2 separate regions of the Mus musculus genome follow, and region 1 is linked to region 2. The links are chromatin contacts, called in public HiChIP or PLAC-seq maps. All regions are on one chromosome and are shown on one strand. Each heading gives the region's core, a stretch centred on a gene start, on an enhancer-like site or on the middle of the called end of the contact. The rest is flanking DNA. Distances are from core to core; before and after follow the strand shown.

Region 1 (5,227 bases), core at 1,109-3,608, 150 kb after region 2:
ACCCTGAAACTAACACCTACCAAATCTTACATGAGCCTCTGACATAAAAAAAAAAAAGATCAAATATAAATCTGTGTTGTTTAAGATGCTAAGTGCATGGTAATTGTTATTACAGCAAAACAAAATAATATACAAGTGCAGTATCTTACAGAGGTAGAAAGCACCTCAGGACTCACAAGGCATTACAGTGTATCCAGTATACTTCAGTCTTCCCTCAGACCTCAGATACTTCTGCAGCTCTCCCCTACTGTCTGTGATAACAACTTGCTCTTCCAGATCCACTGTACTGGGCTTTCCCAAAGAATCCTTGCCCTGGAGCTCAGACCATTTCTCAAGACTTCACTTAGAGATAACTCAAGTACATCAATACTGCACTTGTGGGCTGGAGACTTGGCTCAGAGGTTAGAAGCACTCACACTGAGCTCTTACAGAAGAAGCAGGTTCGATTCCCAGAATTCACAGGGCAGTTCATAACCCCCTGTAGCTCCAATCCCAGGGAATCTTATACGCTCTTCTGACCTCTGACATCATCAGATATACATGGTTCACTTATATACAGGCAAGCAAAACACTCATATAAATAAATTAAATCTAAAACAATTAAGAAACAAAACACTTGTTTGCTGAACTGTCTGCAAAACCGTGCAAGGGTTATTGTGCGGCGGTACCAAGCCACTGACACAGTACCCACTCCCTCCACTGTACTGATGCTTCCCCGATTTAGTCCATTGCTTCACTCCACCCCACCCCACCCCACCCCCTCCATCCAGTTAGTCACCAATTGTCCACATATTCATTCCTCTTTCTCTGGAATCTGTCTTCCTCTTTCAAGTTCAGCACTTAATACTGGTCTTTATGATCTCTGCCAACCAAGTCTTCTACAATCAACTCATGAGACCATATGATCTAAATGAAAAAAAGACAGAACCCCCACCAACCCTTCCAAAGGAAAAAAACTCCCCAAATTGCCTATTTGGCCTCTCTTGGGTCCCTAATTCATCTCCAGGGACTCAGGGGCCTTCCCAACACTAATGCTGCACCACCTCAAGGCAGACCACGTGTAAAACACTGGAGGAAGGGCCGGGCAGTGATCCCAGCGCTTGGGAGGTAGAAGTAGGCAGATTTCTGAGTTCCAGGACAGCCAGGACTACACAGAGAAACCCTGTCTCGAAAAACTAAAAAACAAACAAACAAACAAACAAAAAACCACGGGTACAAGTTGTTTGCCCAAAACACCCAACACTAACCATGCCAGCATCTGCTCATCCTCATGATGTATCCTTGACTACTTTGCTTCAAAGACCCAGAACTCTCCACCTACAGCCGTCCATCCTGATGCTTTCACAATCATCTGCTGGGAATGGTGGCCTGTCACCCTCCTACTTTTCTCTCTAGAGCTCAATCTGTCACCTACTCGAGGCTGCTCCAGTCTACTCAACTGACACTTTAGCACCCACAAAAATGACTGAGCATTGGCACGACTGTACTGTTTCTTTACAGACAGACAGTACCAACCCTCAGGGGAAAAGCTGTGCCACAGGCAATTTTCTGAACACTTTAGGAAACTCAGTAAAATGGCTAAGTGCAACAAGCACTCTGCAGTGCTCCGTGGGCAGAGGGCATCCCTGCCCTTCACTCCCGAAGTTCCCACAGCTATTTCCTGCTACCCTTTGGCCAAGTTGACACACCTTGTGGAAGAAACCGGAGCACTCTTCTATTCCACTGCCTACAACCCAAACACATCAATCTTCCAATTTACCTTCCTTCCAGCCTCCTCCAACTCATTGATGTGGTTTTCGTTTTATTTATTTATTTTATAAAAGAAGCCACGCGGCACCCGTGTAAAATCTCTGGCTGCCTCATTCTCTTTCTATATTCGGTGCGAATCGAAGCAAAGGAAAATCTGCACACAAATGACGAGGCGGCTCAGGACGATGACTCACTAGCCAGGGCACTAGCTGGGTTTGCAGAGTTCCTCCCCAGAAAAACTAGCCAGCAGTCCCTGTCTGCCGAGAAAGGCCAGAGAGACTCCAGGAGGACCCTTGTACGTCCCCGGCACCCAGCGGACACCGCAGCTTCTGACCAGGGTCAAGAGCGGGTCTAGCCCGGCCTCACCCTCCCCGCCCGGAAGGTCCGACCACCGGTCCTTGCCCCAGGCCACACTCACATTTGGCTGACCAGCTTCTGCCGAAAGGCGGCGCTACGCCAGTCGGTCTCCTGCCCCGAAACGTCCATGCCCGGAGCCCCTACTCTTGTAGCCCGAGTCCCTACCGGCCACCCCCGGCGCCGCCGCCTCTACCACAGCGACAGGCCCGAACCCGGAAGCCGAGCGATCCCGCTACTGGGCCACGCCGGAAGTACAGGAAGAATTGTGGGAAATGAAGTCTTGCTTTTGTATACGCATGCGCGCCACAGAAAGAGAGAGGAAGAGAGGAAGGGGAGAGGGGGAGAGGGGAAGAGGGAGAAGGGGAGAGGGGGAGAGGGGGAGAGGGGGAGAGGGAGACACAGAGGGAGAGACAGAGATACAGAGGCGGAAACACAGACAGAGGCAGAAACAGAGAGAAAGACAGAAAAAAGAGACAGAAAGACAGACACAGAGACAGATACAGAGACAGAGAGAGACACACATGCGGACACATAGACACACACACACCACACACAGACACACATACAGAGTCTATGTATATTTTGTTGCCAGTGTTGGGATAATTGCTAATGTATAACATATTTTTGGTATTTTAAATAAATTTGGTATTTAAATATTGAGATTTTAATTTCTAACATATGTTAAGTGTACATAAGTATATGTACATTCTACAGTCATCAAAATAAAGCTAGTATTTCACCAACAAGCAATGTTAGGTTTAGGATCTCTGCTCATTGAATCATTAAGCTCCATATTTAAAAGGAAAGCAAAAGCATTATTTCTGTTAATGTTTTCTCTGTGGTTCATATTCCTTGCTTCTTAGTGGTGCATCCCTTAATACAGGACATTTTGGTCTAAGTGGATAATTGTTGCTGGGCTTATGTGTCTCGAGTTCACCTTTCAATGTTTATATGATTTAAGTTTAGAGTAGAGATTACAAGGTAACTAACCAATTTTGTAAGTCTTCATTTTTTCCAACAATATGTAAGGCCTCATTTTAGAACTTTGTTTGTCCCAGCACTTGGGAGGCAGAGGCAGGCAGATCTCTGTTGAATTCAAGGCAGCCTGGTTTACATACTGAGTTCCAGGACAACCAGGGCCTATGTAGAGACACATTGTCTCAAACAAACAAAAACAAACAACACCCAAAATGAACCCCAAAATAAATAAATAAATAGACAAATAAAGAAATAAATAAAATACATGTGTTTATTATTATAGAAGAAAGCACCCTTTAAAAAAAAAAACTTTTGGCCTTTGGAAAAGTCTTAAACACAAATGAATTAAAAACTGAGTGTCAGGGCTGGAGAGATGGCTCAGAGGTTAAGAGCACTGACTGTTCTTCCAGAGGTCCTGTGTTCAATTCCCAGCAACCACATGGTGGCTCACATCCAATGTACTGTTTTGGTGTGCCAGAATATCTGAAGACAGCTACAGTATATACATGAAATAAATAAATAAATAAATCTAAAAAAAAAAAAAAACCCCTGAGTGTGGGGGCTGGAGAGATGGCTCAGCCATTAAGAGCATTGATCTATTGCTCTCTTCTGGTGTGTCTGAAGACAGTTACAATATACTCATATACATAAAATAAGTAAGTCTTTAAAAAACTGAGTATGGGGGTTGGGGATTTAGCTCAGTGGTAAAGTGCTTGCCTAGCAAGCCCAAGGCCCTGGGTTCGGTCCTCAGCTCCGGAAAAAAGAAAAAAAAAAAAAAAAAAAAAAAAAAAAAAAAAAAAAACTGAGTATGACAAAACTTAAAAAGAAAATTCAAAACCACCAAGCATGGTGGTGCGTGGTGATGCATGGTGGTGCAGGTATGGTGCTGAAGACATGGTGGTGCATGGTAGTGCATGGTAGTGGAGGCATGGTGGTGCATGGTGGTGCAAGCATGGTGGTTCAGGCATGGTGGTGTATGGTGATGAAGACATGGTAGTGCATGGTGGTGCAGGCATGGTAGTACATAGTGGTGCATGGTGATGAAGGCGTGGTGATGCATGATGGTGCATGGTGGTGCTTGGTGGTGCAGGCACGGTGATGGTGATACAGGCATGGTGATGCAGGCATGGTGGTACACCACTTTAATCCCAGTCCTTGAGAGGCAAAATTTGGCAGTACAGCTGGAGAAAGCTAATTCAGGTTCTTTATCTAAATCTTTTTTTTTTTTTTTTTAAGAATAGGAAAGCCAGGCATGGTGGTACATGCCTTTCTTCCTTCCTTTCTTTTTCTTCCTTCCTTTTTTTCTTCCTTCCTTTCTTCCTGCCTTCCTTTCTTTCTTTCCTTTAAAGATTATTTATTTATTTATTTATTTATTTATTATGTATATGAGTACACTGTATCTGTACAGATGGATGTGAGCCTTCATGTGGTTGCTGGGAATTGAATTTAGAACCTCTGTTTGCTCCGGTGGGCCCTGCTCACTCCGGCCCAAAGATTTATTTATTATTATAAATAAGTACACTATAGCTGTCTTCAGACATACCAGAAGAGGGCATCTCAGATCTCACTATGGATGGTTGTGAGCCACCATGCAGTTGCTGAGATTTGAACTCAGGACTTTTGGAAGAAAAGTAGGTGTTCTTAACTGCTGTGCCATCTCTCCAGCCCCCTTTATCCAAATCTTAGATTCCCCAAGCCATGTAGTCAGAGACCTTCACACAGCGTGGAAGCTTCACACAGAGAGTGGAAGATGTCTTGCACCCATAAAGATTTCAATAGTGCATTATAAACAGAAAAGGCAGCTGCCGGTCCATGACAAAATCAACCCAACCACGTCAACATGGGTAAGCTCATGACCAGAAAGAGAAGGCGGTAACAGCTCAACGATAGTCAAGCCTTCTTCCTCGTGGTGACCTGGCACAGCGTGGTGAGTATGTGTAAGACTATCTCCAAGGCATATGAGAAGAATGAAGACGACTTCTTGTTCGTGGTGCATGCCTCCCAGGCGACATTCAGACCCACATTAGCCGTATAAGACAAGAAAAACGCCTAATGTTTGTTAAGCTCCTACCAAAGGGATGGGGAAAGGACCATTCCCAGTAGAGTCCAGGCTGTTTGCCACTTGTAGCTACACAGGCACCCA
Region 2 (5,098 bases), core at 1,265-3,764:
CCATCCAGGAAGCCCAGGAAGGGCTTCAGGGCTGGCCGCAGCTGCCCAGGCTCAGACATTGAGGTCTGCTCAGCACCCACTAGCTGTATATGGTCCGAAAAGGAGTCATATTTCTTAGCTGTGGGGCCAGGGCTGGCTAGGCAAGGGGAGCTGGGTGGAGAAGCTTTTTGGAAACGCAGCACAATGATGCTGGTGGCTACAAAGGTATAGGCCAGCAGGGTGCCGATGGATAGGAACTGGACCAGTGCCTCAAGGTCCAGCAGCAGTGCCAGGAGGGCCATGAGGACCCCAAACACCAGGATTCCTACCACAGGCACCTGTGTCCGGGGGTGTACACGGGCAAACACCTGGAAGAAGAGCCCATCGGCAGCCATGGCGTAGACAATGCGCGGCAGGGAGAAGAGGTTGCTGAGCAGGACGGTGTTCATGGCTGCAGCAGAGCACAGGGAGCAGTCAGCACAGCAGATAAGCTCAGAGCGGGCCACTGCTAGGCTCACAGATAGAATGTGTACTGAGGGTGTCAGCTTCTCACCTCCCACCCAGGACTGGGGCACTTCTGTTCAGGCCAATTAATGAACCTTTTGAAAGCTCGCCGTCTGCCTGTAAGCAGAACCTGTGCCACCAGACTGATATTCTGTGTACAATTTGTGGGGAGAGGGTCTGCCAGCAAGTCTGTGTTTTCATGAACTCATTATACAAGTAGTAAAGCTGGAGCATGGATAGAAGTATTTTGAGAGGTTTGGGGCAGGGCCCTCTACCTTGTCCCCTCCCACCCTGCCCAGAAGGGACCCTTACCACAGATAGAGCCAACTGCCACAATGAAGCCAGCCCAGCTGTAACCCCGCCTGTAGAAAGCATCAGCAAGCGCCGAGTCAGGGTCTAGGCTGTGCCAAGGTACCATGAGGGTTAACACAGTGGAGACCAGAATATAGGCACCAGCTGCCAGGCTGAGGGAGATGGCGATGGCCATGGGCACCGCCCACCGTGGGTTTTTGGCCTCCTCACTGGAGGCAGCAATAACATCAAATCCCACGAAGGCATAGAAACAGGTGGCTGTGCCAGCCAGGATGCCAGAGAAGCCGAAGGGTGCGAAACCACCTTCTTCTGCACTCCAGTTGTGAGGACGGGCCAGGATGAAACCCAGGACAATGATGAAGAGGATCACAATCAGACTGATGGCTGAGAACGTGTGATTAAGCCAGGAGGAGACTCGGGCTCCGCAGGAGACAAAGGCAGAAGCCACGAGTAAAATGCCAGCGGCCAGAAAATCTGGATAGTGAGCTAGGAAGGGCACCTGCCAGACGCCCAGGTGAGACTCCGTGAAGTTGCGAATGCTGTGGTTAAAGATGGCATCCAAATAGCCACTCCAGGCACGGGCTACAGCGGCACCTCCAATGAGGTATTCTAGAAGCACATTCCAGCCTATGAGGAATGCCCATATCTCCCCCATGGACACGTACGTGAATAGGTATGCTGAGCCAGTACGGGGCACACGGGCTCCAAACTCTGCATAGCATAGGGCCGCCAGCAGGGAGGCTACAGCGGCCACCAAAAAGGACAAGAGCACAGCGGGGCCAGCCATGTCCTTGGCCACTGTGCCTGTGAGCACATAGAGCCCAGATCCCACCATGCCACCCACACCCAGTAGAGTCAAGTCCAGTGTGGACAGGCAGCGCCGCAGTGATGTCTCCATGCTAGACTCTTCCAGTGGCTTCAGACGGTTCAGTTTCTGGCAGAAGCGTGCCAAACAGGCAGTACTGGGCAGTCCCCGGGCCATGGCAGACGGAGTACTGAACCAGTTTCTGGAACCTACTGGGGACAGACAGCGGGAATAACCAACCATCCTCCATTCTTTCATAGACAGCCCACCCCAGTCCTCGCCTCCTCTCCTTAGGAGCCCAGGTCAGCTGCACCATGGACCTACTTTAGAAGGCTTGAATGGGACGCGTGTCAGGGACTGTGGGCAGAGGGATAGAACGCATGGAAGTCCTTCCTGTCAGCTTTCAGGGCAGTGGAACTGGCAGAGAGAAGCAGACCTGCAGCGGACCTGCGAACCAGGTAGGTGGTTCTGTGAGTGAGTGGGAGGTTGCTTAAGAACAGGCTTGGAACAGGCTGCACCACGAGCAAGAAGAAATGGGAGGCTTCCCTGGAGCAGTGCCAGGTTGTCAGGACCCGGAACAGGAGCCGCTCCTGCAGCCGGGAACGTGGCCAAAGGGACATGGCCTCAGAGAAAAGCGATCACCCCCTCTTCTGCCAGGTTGGAGGAACAGCTCACCTGAAGCCAGGAGGCCAGAGCTGCAAGGGCCCCGATTCCCGATTCCCGGATGTGAAAGCTGTGGTGCACCTCCCCTCGCCATATGCTCCGCAGCCACAGCTGCTGAGGCTAGCTGCCTCCGCCATGTCCCTGTGCCCCTAGACGCCCAAGCCTTCTCTTGCATTTACGTTCCCGCAGCAGCGGTCCCTCCAGACCCGCTATGACCCACCTGCTGTCGCCGTCGCTGCCACCGTGCGCACTGCGCCTGCCCCACTAGTTTACAACGCCTGCGTGCAGGGCCCGCCCCTCGCTGCCAGGCGCCAGATAAACCCGAGCCTCACGACTCACATCACTGGTTGGGTTCTGTACAGGGTCCCCGCACCGCACCACGTCACGTATCAGAATAACCCTCTAAGCGAGTAAACTTCCAACATCGAGACTAGAGCTGACCTGGGTCCTAGGGCTTACTCCACATTTCATCCACCTCCCTAGGTGAGGAAGCCTGCTCGACTAACCTGCTGAGCCCCTTCTCTGGGTCCAGGTTGGGGGTAGAGCCAAGCCTGATACCGCCCCAGAGCAATTACTCTCCTTGATCTCCCTCCACCCCAACACAACTACAATTGGAAAACGTCCAGGTCCCCACCACGGAGCCTGCAAATGTCCAGCACAGTGAGATGAAGACAGGGGTCTGGCAGAGTGACCCTGGCACTCTAAACCTCAGTGGAGTGGCAGTAAGCACCTTGCACACTAGGCTAGAGAGGGCAGCCTTCCGGACGTGTTCTGTGAATTGGCAGAATTTACAAAGCTATTGTCTGTCTGGTAGTGTCCCATAAAAGGACAGTAGCCAGCATCAGAAGACAGCTTGCAACTCTACAGCAGGACTGCCACTTAGGCCCTCAAATATCAGTGACAGCCTCAGAGCACCTGACAGGACCTGGACATTCTTAAAGGACTCTCCATTCATGATAGCCAGCAGCTCTCCGCATTTGTCACCAGCGTTCCCGCCATCAGGGTGCCTGGGTCAGCTACGGCATAAAATCTCCAGAGTCCGCTTATGCTTAGCTCTGAGGAATCTTTTCTCTCTCTCTTCTTCTCAGATTGAAAACAAAGGTGGCAGCTAGGTAGGGTGACCTATGCCTGTAATTCTGGCACTTGGAGGATCAAAAGATTGAAGACCATGTATAAGTATGTATACATAGTTTTCATATATGTATGTGTGGCAATACATATGTGGTGAGGTGCTGACTTGTTGACAGCAAGACAATAGCCCAGCAAAGCCAAGTCGGGCAAAACCGAGGTAGGCATGTTTCTCCCAGAACTTTATATATTTGACCTACAATACATATCTAATGTAGTTAGTATGTATATGCAATAAAATAAACATACAACTATATAATATATACTTGATTATATATGATGATAGAGTGATATAAATACACCACTAAAAATCTATATTTCATACACACAAATATTCAAATTTATGGATGATTACTGGAAACTTAGGATGCAGTCTGCATGACTCATTCAGATGAGGACAAAGCGGTTGGGTGACATTCCAGATACACAGGGACACTTGGAACACTGTGACCTCCTGATAGCCAACATCATCTGAAGGTGCTGCTGCTGTTTAGCGCACTCCCCCATCTCCTCGCCCTCACTTCCTGGACTTAACCAAGCCAGTGCTCCTCATCATGAGACACTTCCACAAAAGCCTAGAAAGAAGCAAGCAGACCGAGAGACCTGGGCGTTTCTGTAGTGCTAACCTCATCTCACCGCCACCATAAGCACCAGCATACAACTGGCATTTGATGCTAACGCTGGGCGATGCAGCAATGTGTTCTACTTTCTAGTTATGAGGTTGAGCAAGTGCTGGACCTCAGTGAGCAAGGCCATGACACGGAGTAGCCTTCTAAGGATGCCGTGAAGAGGAAGCACCAGGGAAGACAGGAAGACGCATTTCCCACTGACTCTGAAAGGCCTGGAGTACCTGACACTAAAATGAACAGCACATGAGAAACTGAGCTCCCAGCCAGTAATATTTGGGTAGATCCAGGACTCCTCAGCAAAATGCTAGCAAAGAGCCAGAGAGACCGCTCAGCAGGCAGACACCTGCTGCCTACCATGAACATTTGAGTTCCACTCCCTAAGCTTGATGGAGAGACCTGACTGCAGTCAGTTGTCCTCTGACCTCTACATGTGTACTGTGGCATGTGCACATGCATGCATGCACACACATACTTGTACACATATTACCTAACAAGTCGTATTTTTTAAGATTTTATTTGTATTATTCTAATTATGTGTTTATGTGTGGGCAAGAGACATGTGCAACTCATACAGTGCCCACATATGCCATAAGAGGACACCTGATCCCCTGGAGCTGGAGTTATAGGTAGTTGTAGCACCTGATGTGGGTGATGGGAACTGAACTTGGGTCCTATACAAGAGCAACATGTACTCTTTACCACTGAGTCATCTCTCCAGACCCTAGTTTATTTATTTTTATTTTATGTACATTGATGTTTTAGCTGCAGGTATTGGCTGTATTAGGGTACTGGATTCCCAAAAGCAGGAGTTACAGACAGCTGTGGGTTGCCATGTGAGTACTGGGAATCAAACACAGGTTTTCTGGAAGAACAGCCACTGAGAAATCTCTCTAGCCCTAAAATCTTTTCAAAAGAAAAAATGCTAACAAATTACACACACACACACACACACACACACACACACACACGAGAGTCACACGGGATATATCCCAAGAATGCAAAGTTGACTTGATATATAAAAGGCAATCTATGTAATATAGCATACTGATAAAATAAATAATCAAACCCACAAAATCAT

What was found. HiChIP or PLAC-seq counts read pairs in DNA pulled down with a chosen protein or histone mark.
Region 1: a contact with region 2 is called in a FOXA1 HiChIP or PLAC-seq map of pancreatic cancer cells. The contact joins the promoter of Med15 here to the promoter of Slc7a4 in region 2. A contact is called at or near these places in 7 of 39 promoter capture datasets (the HPC-7 cell line, HPC-7-derived erythroid cells, cranial neural crest and 4 more), 7 of 484 Hi-C or Micro-C datasets (the G1E-ER4 cell line, the N1E-115 cell line, cardiomyocytes and 4 more), 4 of 115 datasets of contacts at active chromatin or transcription factors (the SCID.adh cell line, embryonic stem cells, epiblast stem cells and 1 more) and 3 of 9 other capture datasets (adipose tissue, liver and pancreatic islet).

Annotation. Positions count from the first base shown.
Region 1 is chr16:17,720,589-17,725,815 of GRCm38.p6, forward strand. It overlaps Med15 (mediator complex subunit 15), which reads right to left and starts at 2,359. Exons shown (of 18, transcript NM_033609.3): 1 at 2,168-2,359. The coding sequence starts at 2,235. It also overlaps the pseudogene Gm6048.
Region 2 is chr16:17,574,157-17,579,254 of GRCm38.p6, forward strand. Slc7a4 (solute carrier family 7 (cationic amino acid transporter, y+ system), member 4) reads right to left here and starts at 2,515. Exons shown (of 5, transcript NM_144852.3): 1 at 2,484-2,515; 2 at 796-1,809; 3 at 1-430. The coding sequence starts at 1,777. LOC115488657 (a long non-coding RNA gene) reads left to right here and starts at 1,723. Exons shown (of 2, transcript XR_003951946.1): 1 at 1,723-2,058; 2 at 2,258-2,601.